Regions from separate parts of the Pan troglodytes genome. Here region 1 is linked to region 2. Evidence: chromatin contacts called from public HiChIP or PLAC-seq data. All regions are on one chromosome and are shown on one strand. Each heading gives the region's core, a stretch centred on a gene start, on an enhancer-like site or on the middle of the called end of the contact. The rest is flanking DNA. Distances are from core to core; before and after follow the strand shown.

Region 1 (6,215 bases), core at 523-3,022, 820 kb after region 2:
CAAATTCTGCTTTAACATCAATGACTGAATCAATCAAAGCAGACTGTGGGCAAGGAAGACTGCAGCTTTCCCCTCCCCTGGTGTACATCTTCCCGCTTCCTCCTCTAGACTCAAAATTCCTGCCACAAGAAAACCAGAAGGGATGAGCTCAGAATGTATTTCTCCCTGTCACTGCCTTCCTGTTGCCCCACCTGTGCCACCTGATCTCCCTACCTCCCCTCAGTAATGATCTACAACATCATGTCACCCCCTCACAACAGGGGCATTCTCCTCTCAGACATGGAGTCACCCTGGGACTGAGTGATCAGCCTGGGGATCCCCTTGGGGCTCAGGCCCCCCATTCCTGGCTAGCTTGCGGTAGGGGAGTAGGTGAGAAGGCAAGAGTGGCTTCAGAATTACGGAATCCAGTTGTTTAATCCCTGGCCTGATCCTCTGGGCTCCAAGGCTGGGGCTGGGTCCTGAGCTCCTCAGAATAGGATAAAGGGAGGAAAGAGTGGGGCAGTGATGGAGCCAGGTGACCTTGGGATTATCTGGGTTATAAAGCATACCTTTGGTCAGCAGCAGGGGAGGGGACAGTCCTCCTTCCTGTATACCTTCTCCCTCTGCCCCCACCCAAGGCCTCCTTACCCTTTCCCTGCCTGAGGACTTTGAGCACGGTGGAGATAAAGCCCTGCAGCTAAGCACTAGCCCGACACTGAGAATGAGCTTGCAGGGCACATCCAGAGAGAGCCTAGCACAGAAATTCCTCCCTGCTCCAAAATGGCCATCTTGATTTTTCTCTGAGCTCTGTGGGCTCCCAACCCCACGTCAAGAGCAGAGTAAGGAGTTCCAGGCTGCTTTATCCTCTCAAGGTTTCCGCCCTATTTCACCCACTCTGTTCGCCCCAGGAGAGTGGAGGAAGGCCCACTAATGAATATTCCATTCATTCCTCATGCCACTGGGCATGAGTCACCCCCGAGGTGAGGAGGCGGGGCTGAGGCTCTTCAGTAAAGCTCCCACCCCAACCCCACCCTCAGTCCTGGCTCCTGCCCATCTGGTTGGCCAGCCACCTTGCCCTGCGTGGTGGGTGACTTCTGGAGATTAGAGGCACTTGGCCGCCGGGGGCGAGAAGGCCACAGGGGCGAGACCACCACCCCCGACCTCCGGCTTCCCCTTCCTCGGGCCAATACCCTGGGCAGATGCGAGGGGCGGGTGGGGAGATGCCGGGGTCGGAGATTCGGTAACTCGAGCAGGGGCTGTCGGGGCAAACGGCTCCTTCAAAGACGAGACTTAAGGGGAAGGGAGAAGCCTGCCTTAAGGGATCCGAGAGGCCGCCCCGACTAGAGCAAAGGGCCCCGGCGTGGCGGGCAGGTGAACCCGACTCCGGGGAAACGACCCGCCCGCGACGTCCCCGCCCTCGGCCCGGCCTCACCTCGATGTTGCCCACAGTGCGGGCGCAGCCCACCACCTTCAGTCCCTGCTGGACCAGGGCCCGGGCCACGGCCGCGCCGATGCCCCCCGAGGCCCCCGTCACCAGCGCCAGCCGGTCGCGCCACCGCTCCATGCCGGGCCTGGCCATGGGCCCACGCCGCCCGTCCGCCTCGCTGGACTAGCCCGGCACGGGGGTCGAGGAGCTGACGCCCGGCCGCTCTCCTGCCGCCGCCGCCGACCTGCTCGCGTCCGATCCGCGCCTAGACCCACCAGAGTCCCGGCCTGCCTCCGGCCGGGACTCCACCCTCAGGCCCCCGGCGATCCGCCGTATCCAGTCGGAGGCCGCCGCGGCCCGGCCGCCCCGCCCCTTCCGCCCCTCTGCCCCGCCCCGGCGTAGGGAAACCGGGCTGCGCGGGAGCGTCCTGGCAGCTGGCGGCGCCGCTTCCCCAGTGAGCGCTGCCCTTTGGGGTCAGGGAAACCGAGGTTTAGCGGGGAGGTTCCTTCAGCCCCAAGGGCGCATACTGAAGCGTCCCGCTTAGTCTCCCTTCTCTACTCCTGAACCCTAATGCCAGGATGAGGAATTAAGGGCACTTAAGGTGACTCCAACACTCTTCCACACCCTCCCAAACCCGCCGGTGGCTGATGGGAAGGGATTCGGCCCAGAAAACGCCGAGTGTCTCCGCCATCAATGCTGGGTGACCTTGGGAAGGACTCATTCACCCTACCTGATCCCTTGGCTTTACTAGCCACGGAGAGTACACGTGTACTGGGGTATTCTGTCCCTAAATGGCCCACTGTGTCTAACTGCCCTAGACCCCCACGCTTACCCCTACCCCACTGTAGCAAATGTATCATGATATATGCCAAAGATTAAAACAGTATTTAACATTTGCTGCTTATGGTGTAGCAGGCATTTTAAATATAGTAACTAATCTACACAACCGCGCTGAGATGGCACATATTAGTATCTTAATTTTAAAGATGAGTATACTGACGTGCTGAAGCATGGTTTGGACCACAGGCAGTCCAGTCTTACGCCAGGGATGTGCTCCTCAACTGTCTTCACATCATTATCGCTTCTTGGGTTGCTGGTTTTGTTCAGAGTAGAGCTCGCTTTACTAAAAGTGCTGAAAACTGCGTACTTAATATAGCCATTCTCTTAAAGAAAAGGCATCTTTGAATAACCACCTGACTCCCTTCCAGCAAGCAATGGAGTAAGCGGTGAATGTGGCTGGTTTATTCATTCAAAAACACTCATTTGCCTATCCTGTGTTTGGCCCCAATGGCAAAGATTAAAACTAAACTAAAGCAGCCTTTCCTTTTAGGGATCTCAAAAGAACCTTTGACTCTTAACAGTGGTGAAGAGGGGATTCACCTCTGAGCCAAGGGCTGTGGGAGACCCACAGTCATTTTTTAGATTCTGGGATGAAATCAAAAAGGGTCCAAGAGGAGTCCTTTTACCTCTGCCCCATTCCTATACAACATTTAGATTTGAAAGACATCTCAGGAGGTGGATCCAAGAAATGGCACTATGAAAATTCAATCTAAGTTTCTGCTGCTGCCCACTTGAAATCTAACTCAAAATCTGATTAAAAGCACATAAAATTCACACCACCTCCATTGCACAGAAGTACTGATTGTCCCATGATTTTTATGCTGCCACCAAGTATTATAAACATGTAGACACAAATCTCTAAGCATCATGTGTCTACGGAGCTATTTGACTGGATCTTTTAAATGGCAGCAAAATGCTACTCCTGGGGGGAACTCTCTCCTTTAGTACTCACAGCTGTGACAGCAGTAAACTGTAAGACCACAGTGACTTTGTTACTGGATACCAGATAAGGCTGAACCTCACATGCACTTACACAGCCCACAATGTGGTTAGCTCTCAGTGCAGCCTTCTGAGCCCAGTCTTACATGTTGAGCAATTACTTATTGGGCAACCCTTGGTAGAAATTCTGCCAAGTTTTGTTTTTATTCTTCTTGGTCAATATGAACCTCTGAATTTAAGAAGTACTTTGTGTTATGTATTAGGGAACCTTTAATAATAGCAATTAAAGTCTCATGGGAAAGTAAGATGGTAGCAAGTATTTAAAGTATCTCCTCAAAAGAAAAAGACTGGAAAACTGCTTTTCTCAGTTGTCAGTTCTCATCAAAGGAAGATTTTTGTCTTCAACAATCTGTATCTCTGTCCTTCATCCTTTCTAACATCAACACTGGCCAAGCATCAAGTCCACAAGTGGCAAATACTAAAGTACTGCCACATATTAAGTAGAAACATGTACAGCAAATTTTACTGTGCGTATTAATAAATATTCTTTATTTTAAATTTTGCACATTGCGCTTTAACATTACATCCAAACATTTTGCAAGTGGATGTCTACTTTGTAAAACCATATATTCAGCTCATTGTCATTTCTGTACAGAATTATAAGTACAACATTACTTTTTGCCACTAAGTTGCTTTAGTAAGTCTCACAGGAAGAGAAACATTTAATGAAAAGAGATGGCTTAAATCATATGGCAGGCCTGCGCAGCCACGCAACTAAAGACACAAGCCTGAAGAAAGAACAAACTAATGAGGATACCTCCACCGTCTCCCAAAACAAGAAAGAATCACATTGATTTAAGATAAAATTTTGCCATAAGTCACTAAATTAAGAGTTTTTCGAAAGAGAAGGCGCAGTAGTCATCGTGAGTGTTTCATTGAAAGACAGAGCTATTTTATTTATTTAATTTGCTCCAGCCGTTGTCAACCAGCCACTACAAATGGGCCTCTTGTGATCATTTAACCGGCAGTATTTATTAAATTTCTCCTTCAGATGCTGTCGGTATTGTTCTCTATTGCTGTAGAAAGACTGGTTATTAGCCATAAATGACTGTATTTCATCTTGTGAGATAAAGATTTCCTCATCTGAAGTACATTCAGACTCATCCTGCAAATTAAAGCAGTAGTTAAGACTATGACTTAAGAATGCAAAATGTTATGTAATGGAGGAGGACAGCTAAAAATTAAACCAGTCTAACTTTTTAGTTTCAAATCAGTCACATAAAGCCTTTAATTGGAGTGTTTGCAGAATAAGCATCATGTCATTCTGCCTAAGAAAGTAGTGAGAATAAAATCCAACTCCTTGAGTTGAAACCTTGAATCTATAATTTCTCCTAGAAGCCTATGAGCCTAGCAAACTACCACCATACCTTGGCCTTAAAAAAATAACTAATTAAAGATGTTACAACTAGTTACCTATATTTTAAGTAGCCAGATGTATCTCCAGTTAGTCCTATCTTGAAACAGTCATCCCTACAAACTAAGTAAAAGATAACCATTTTCTACTTAAGAAGTAAGTTACACAGCATCACCATTAAACTTTTACAACCATTAAAACTTTTAAACATTAAACTTATACAGGTGGTGGCTCACACCTGTAATCCCAGCATTTTGGGAGGCTGAGGCAGGAGAATCACTTGAACCTTGGAGGCAGAGGCTACAGTGAGCCAAGATCGTGCCACTGCACTCTATCTTGCCTGGGTGACAGAGCGAGACTCCTCAAAAAAAAAAAAAATAATAAATAAATATTAAAACTAAACTTTACAACCATAAAAAAGAAAAAAACTAGCTGGGCGCGGTGGCTCACGCCTGTATTCCCAGCACTTTGGGAGGCTGAGGTGGGCAGATCACCTGAGGTTGGGAGTTCAAGACCAGCCTGACCAACATGGAGAAACCCATCTCTACTAAAAATACAAAATTAGCCAGGCATGGTGGCACAAGCCTGTAGTCCCAGCTACTCGGGAGGCTGAAGCCGGAAAATCGCTTGAACCTGGGAGGCGGAGGTTGCGATTATCCGAGATCGCACCATCGCACTCCAGCCTGGGCAACAGAGCAAAACTCCACCTCAAAAAAAAGAAAAAGAAAAAAGCTAGTATTCCAAAGGATTTGGTTCCATCAGGACTCTAATGAAAAGGACACCACTCTTCTTCCTCCCCTCCTCCAAGGGCCACCTATACTACGCACTGGGTCAGTTGGGATCAGGTAAAAAGTCTCAGGAACTGGAGTCTTACCCTACCTACATGACACCTAGAAGAAGAAAGCAACCTCTAGTTCAAATTGTATATTCTTTCTGGTATGGAAGGGTGGCTACCATAACTTGCCAATCAGAAAGGCAAAGTTTGCTTACAGTAACCTACTTCAAGGAGGCAGACTACTGAATATAATGCTACCTCTATCCTTTCTCCCAACTACAGATGGTCCTGACTTAACAATAGTCAATGGTTCTACTCAGGTTTTTTTTGAGACAAAGTCTCACTCTGTTGCCAGGCTGGACTGCAGTGGCACGATCTCAGCTCACTGAAACCTCCGCCTCCTGGCTTCAAGTGATTCTCCTGCCTTAGCCTCCCGGGTAGCTGGGACTACTGGCACACGCCACCATGCCCAGCTAATTTTTGTATTTTTAGTAGAGACGGGGTTTCATCATATTGGCCAGGATGGTCTTGATCTCTTGACCTCATGATCCACCCACCTCGGTCTCCCAAAGTGCTGGGATTACAGGCATGAGCCACTGCACCCAGCCTTATTTGGGATTTTTTTTTTTTTTAACTTTACAAAGGGTTTATTGGGATGTTGAATGTATTTTCAACTCAGCAGTATTTTTGAGTTGTTATGGGTTTATTGGAATGTAACCCCACTGTAACTCAAGGAGTACCTATAATGTCTTCTACTGAGACAGAGGCGGCCATGGAAACGTGTTCCAGAGTAGTTGCATAAACCACGAGTGGAAGGACAGAAATGAAGTCCCCAAAGAATA
Region 2 (5,867 bases), core at 3,069-5,568:
TCAGCTCTGCCACATCTTAGCTTTGTAATGCTGAAAAATTATTCCACCTCTGAAAACCTGTTTCTTCCTCTGTAGTGGGTATAACAGTGCCTACCTTCCAAAGTTGTGAGAATTAAATGTCATAATCAAATATCATAATCCATATAAGTAATGTAGCATGGTACCTGGTCCTCTATAAATGCTACATATTTTTCTTTTTTATGAGGAAGGATCTGGGTCTATGGGGCACTGAGGGTGGCAGGGGCAAATGCTACATATTTCTAATAAACAACTGTTGGCTTTCTCTACTCAGCATCATTTCTCTCCTTAGCTGCCATCTTTATTTGGGAAACTGACCCTCCCACATTTCATGTGGTACTGGTGGGGCTGCCAATCACAATACCCCATTCCCCACCCCTGATAAAAGCTAAAGCAACCAGGTCTCTTCTTCCAGAAATCTGGATCTTGAGTAAGACATGAAAGGACAGAAGGCAGTTGGAGCTTAGTTATTCACTAGAATTCATTCAAAGAATTCAGTCCATGTGCTCTGGCTGTTGAAATCCCTAGCCCCAGGTGGCTCAACTGTTTAACTCTTCTCTCATTTCTCTCTCTTTAATAAACTTTAATAAACTCAACTTTAATCATAAGACTGAACGAGTTTCTGTAACTGGAAACCAAAAAATCCTATCTATTACAACATACATTTGTTCCTCACTCTTTCAACAAGTACGTAACAGGGCCAGGCACAGTGGCTCATGCCTGTAATCCCAGCACTCTGGGAGGCTGACGTGGGAGGATTACTGGGACCCAGGAGTTCAAGACCAGCCTGGGCAACATAGGGAGACCCCATCTCTTAAAAAAAAAAAAAAAAGTTAGCCGGGTACAGTGGCCCATGCTTATGGTTCCAGCTACTCAGGAGGATGAGGTGGAACGCTTGGGCCTAGGAGGTCGAGGATGCAGTGAGCCACCACTGCACTCCAGCTTGGAGGACAGACTAAGTCTCTGTTTCTTTTTTTTTTTTGGAGACACAGTCTGGCTCTGTTGCCCAGGCTGGAGTACTCATTGCAACCTCTGCCTCCCAGGTTCAAGGGATTCTCATTCTCCATTTGGTTCTCATTTTTGATTCTCGTGTCTTGTGCCTCAGCCTCCTGAGAAGCTGGGATTACAAGCATGTGCCACCACCATACCTGGCTAATTGTTTTGTATTTTTAGGAGAGACAGGTTTTCACCATGTTGGCCAGGCTGGTCTCGAACTCTTGGCCTCAAGTGATCCGCCCACCTCGGCCTCCAAAAGTGCTGGAGTGCTGGGATTACAAGTGTGAGCCACCATGCCTGGCCCAAAGTATCTTCTTTGAAGCAGAAATAAAATAATATTTTACACTAAGTCAAAAAATAATCCTTCTTCTGTACACTCACAGCTTTTTGTTTTTGTTTTTTTTTGAGACTAAGTCTCGCTCTCGTTGCCTAGGCTGGAATGCAATGGCACGATCTCAGCTCACTGCAACTTCCGCCTCCCGGGTTCAAGCGATTCTCCTGCCTCAGCCTCCCAATTAGCTGGGATTACAGGCGCGGGCCACCAGGCCTGGCTAATTTTTGTATTTTTAGTAGAGACGGGGTTTCACCATGTTGGCCAGGCTGGTCTCGAACTCCTGACCTCAGGTGATCTGCCCACCTCAGCCTCCCCAAGTGCTGGGATTACAGGCATGAGCCACCGCACCCGGCCCACTCTCAGCTTTTTATCTGGCATTTTTCACATTCTACTTTGTGAGTATTACTTCTGAGTGTCTATTTTCCCCCACTTCTAAATTAAGTGAAAGCAGGCTGGGTGTGGTAGCTCATGTCTGTAACTCCAGCACTTTGGGAGACTGAGGCAGATGAATCTCCAGAGGTCAGGAGTTTCAGACCAGCCTGGGCAACATAGTGAGAACCCCGTCTCTACCAAAAATACAAAAAAATTTGCTTGGCGTGGTGGCGGGTGCCTATAATCCCAGCTACTCGGGAGGCTGAGGCATGAGAGTTGCTTGAACCCGGCAGGTGGAGGTTGCAGTGAGCCGAGATTGTGCCACTGCACTCCAGCCTGGGCGACAGTGCAAGATCCTGTCTCAAAAATAAATAATAAATAAATAAGTGAAAGCAGAGACTATATCGGATACCTATCTGTATGCTTTCAAAATGCCAAGCATACAGGAGGAATACAATAAACACATAGTAGTGGACTAATAAATGTTAATTCTACAAAAGGTTAATTTATCTTTAGCTTTTCTGAAGTGATTTTTTTCACCCTGGTAATTTTTAGCTTGGAGAATAATTCATCACTAAGTGTGGGCAACATTTCCGTTAACGCTGCCATCAAAGAACTTTCCCTTTTTGGGGTGGGGTAGGTCTCCCTTTGCTGTCCTCTAAGGAAAAGTTGAGCTCTGAAGAAAAATGAGTCTAGCAAGGGTGTATTACGAACGCAGCAATCAAATAACAGCCAAATTTACTGAACTTTTTCCATTTGCTAGGTACCCGTGGGTACCAAGGTGTGGGGATTCTTTGAATCCTCACTCCCTCACTTCTGGGGCAAGCTGCTTTTTCAAAAGCAAGCAAGCTCTGAAAGAGTATGTTACTTGCGCAGTGTCTTACAAGGAATAGCTGTGTCATTTCAAATACAGATGTCAAGGCTGGACGCAGTGGCTCATGCCTGTAATCCCAGCACTTTAGCAGGCCGAGGCGGGCAGATCACCTGAAGTCGCGAGTTCGAGATCAGCCTGACCAACATGTAGAAACCCTGTCTCTACTAAAAATACAAAATTAGCTGGGCGTGGTGGCGTATGCCTGTAATCCAGCTACTTGGGAGGCTGAGGCAAGAGAACTGCTTGAACCCGGGAGGTGGAAGTTGCGGTGGGCTGAGAACGCGCCGTTGCACTCTGGCCTGAGCAACAAGTGTGAAACTCCCTCTCAAAAAACAAAAACAGACGTCCAGTAAAGGATGCACAGTCAATAGGGACTGATCAACACTCGAAAAAGCACAGTAGGAGGCCGGGTGCGGTGGCTCACGCCTGTAATCTCAGCACTTTGGGAGTCCCAGGTGGGCAGATAACCTGAGGTCAGGAGTTCGAGATCAGCCTGGCCAACACAGCGAAACCCCATCTCTACTAAAAATACAAAAAATAGCCAGGTGTGGTGGCGGGCGCCTGTAATCCCAGGTACTCGGGAGGCTGAGGCAGGAGAATCGCTTGAACCCGGGAGGCAGAGGTTGCAGTGTGTTGAGATGGCGCCATTGCACTCCAGCCTGGGCGAAAGAAACGCCATCTCAAAAAATAAAAAAATAGTAGGGCCGGGCGTGGTGGCTCACGCCTGTAATCCCAGCACTTTGGGAGGCCGAGGCGGAAGGATCACTTGAGGTCAGGAGTTCGAGACCAGCCTGGCCAACATGGTGAAACCCCACCTCTGCTGAAAATACAAATATTAGCTGGGCGTGGTGGCCCGCGCCTCAGCCACAAGAATCGCTTGAGCCTGGGAGGCGGAGATTGCAGTGAGCCGCGATCATGCCACTGCACTGCAGTACAGCCTAGGAGAAAAAAAAAAAAAAAGGCAAAAAAGCACAATATTGCAGTCTGCAGAATCTTCTTTCTCCTCCTTTCACAAGAGACCACATTCTGACACCAACTTCCGTGGAAACACTGGCGCTAGCTCCAAACTAACAATCGCCAAATTCGAATCAGTTACCGGGAGAAGGAAGTGAGGCACTTCGCCGGGCAGGAGTCCACGTTGGGAGGAGGAAAGGCGCAGGCTCCCGAGTTGTGGAGCCAACGTTCAAATCCTTACGGGGTGGGACCGGCCTGGGCCAGTCATTTTACCTGCGCCTCAGCTCTAACAGGGTACCGAAATACCTACTTTGGGGGGCCTGCTAGGAAATTCAAATGGGCAACGCTGGTCAGGGGCATCAGGCACAGTGGCCATTCTTGGTAGAGCTACGCGCTCCAGGGCTGAGCGGGAAATGGCGAGGCCGGAGCACTGGGGCACCGCCCAGACGCGGGGCGGGCCCCCGGGGTCAGGCCCGGCCCCACACCGCCCTCCCCCACAGAGCGGCGAGGCCCGCCGCTGCCCGCCCGCCGGCCCGCCAGCCTGCCGCGTCAAGCCCGCCGCCGGGGCCCGCAGCCCGCGCCTCCTCCCCCGCCACACCTCGTGGCCCCCGCTTCTCCCTAGTCCCGCTAGAGGGGCTCGCGCCCCGCCACGCGCCCGCCCAGCGCTGCCTGGCGCCTCACCTCGCCGAGACCCCCTAATCCGCGCCAAAGAGCCGCCGGTCGCGCGCGCCTCCGGGCTTTGCGTGCGCGCCCCCGGGCGGCGCAGTGGCGAGCGCGCCGCGTGCCGCGCGCCCGCCGCCTCCGCCCTTCGGCCGTGGAGGCCCCTGCCGGGTGCTGAGCGCCCGCCACCGCCCCCTTGGCCTTTTCCCGGTCCCCACCGCGCGCCCGCTGCTGTCCCCGTGCCCGAGGACTGGGAGGATGGGGCTGAGCCGCTTGCCTGACTTTTGCTCCGACCAGTAATCACTTTGCCCGTGTGGCGCGTGGCCCGTTGCCTGAGGCTTCCTGGCGCGTGGGGCTGTTTGGTCCCCTCCGGAGTGCGGTGAGGCGGGCCGAGCCGGGACTGCCTGGGTTTGGGGATAACGTTCCCACCTCCACCCCTGTTGCAGCAAGGGAAATTGAGGCTGAGGGAACTGGGCCCAGGGACGGCGAGCCGTGGCTGCCTCTCCAGTCCGGGCCCCGAAGGGCTGCTCGTGGATGAACCAGACTGATTTTAAGGGGTGAAGAGGGTGCGTTTCAATCAGATGCTTCTGGAACGTCGAAATTGTCTTCTTTGGAAAGAACCATCCCCTCTTTGGGCTTCAGAGGCCCAAATAGAGGCGCAATGATGAGAGGATGTGGTGGTCTACTCTGATGTCAATCTTGAGGGCTAGGTATGTCCCAAGATCTCTTATTACTGCTGTTAATGATGATTCTAATAGCTACCATTTGTCGAGTACTTATTGCATGCCAGACATTGCACAAAGCAGGTTACACATACGGTCTCATTTAAAACTTGTGAGGTAGGCACCTGTTGTTATCCCTATTTTCCAGGTGAAGAAATCTAGGCACTGACATAAATAACTTGGGATCACACTGCTAGGAAGTACTGGGGAAGGGAATTCAAACCATGGTTTATCTGAACTATATAACTGTTACATCTATTTAGAAGTCTGCCTTTGATAAATTTGCCCAACCTTTTTTTAGAATTCACTTACACTTTATGCCTGTGTGAACCCTTTCATTCTTTTTTGGTATATGCATAATACAAGTTCATTCCAAAAAAAAAAAAAAGCCCTGCCGGGCGCGGTGGCTCACGCCTGTAATTCCAGCACTTTGGCAGGCCGAGGCGGGCGGATCACAGGGTCTGGAGTTCTAGACCAGCCTGACCAACATTGTGAAATCCCGTCTCTACTAAAAATACAAAAAATTACGCGGGTGTGGTGGCAGGCACCTGTGATCCCAGCTACTCCGGAGGCTGAGGCAGTAGAATCGCTTGAACCCTGGGGGCAGAGGTTACAATGAGCCAAGATCTTGCCATTCCACTCCAGCCTGGGCAACGAGAGCGAAACTCTGTCTCAAAAAGAAAAGAAAAGGAAAGAAAAACCACCTCCCACCAGGTTAAATAAATAATTAACATTTTGGTATGTACCCTTCCAGACATTTTCCTATGCATCACATCAATAAATATATAATAGGATATTTTACATTTGATGTATCCTGAAGATTAATTCAACAAATGTTTAGTGAGTAGGCTTGTTGTAGGTGCTGGGAATTCAGCAGTGAACAAAACAAAGTCTCTGCCTCATGGAGCTCATATTATAGTAGGGAAGACTGTCAATA

What was found. HiChIP or PLAC-seq counts read pairs in DNA pulled down with a chosen protein or histone mark.
Region 1: an H3K4me3 HiChIP or PLAC-seq map of stem cell-derived excitatory neurons shows a contact between it and region 2, with 5 times the contacts expected there. The contact joins the promoter of DHRS11 here to the promoter of ACACA in region 2. A contact is called at or near these places in 1 of 7 Hi-C or Micro-C datasets (stem cell-derived neural progenitor cells) and 1 of 1 datasets of contacts at active chromatin or transcription factors (stem cell-derived excitatory neurons).

The regions. Positions count from the first base shown.
Region 1 is chr19:31,294,356-31,300,570 of NHGRI_mPanTro3-v2.0_pri, forward strand. DHRS11 (dehydrogenase/reductase 11) reads right to left here and starts at 1,773. Exons shown (of 7, transcript XM_511425.9): 1 at 1,412-1,773. The coding sequence starts at 1,558. GGNBP2 (gametogenetin binding protein 2) reads right to left here. Exons shown (of 14, transcript XM_001173664.6): 14 at 3,705-4,349. The coding sequence ends at 4,146.
Region 2 is chr19:30,472,272-30,478,138 of NHGRI_mPanTro3-v2.0_pri, forward strand. ACACA (acetyl-CoA carboxylase alpha) reads left to right here and starts at 4,319. Exons shown (of 56, transcript XM_511428.9): 1 at 4,319-4,918. The coding sequence starts at 4,881. It overlaps TADA2A (transcriptional adaptor 2A), which reads right to left and starts at 4,315. Exons shown (of 17, transcript XR_010152895.1): 1 at 4,230-4,315.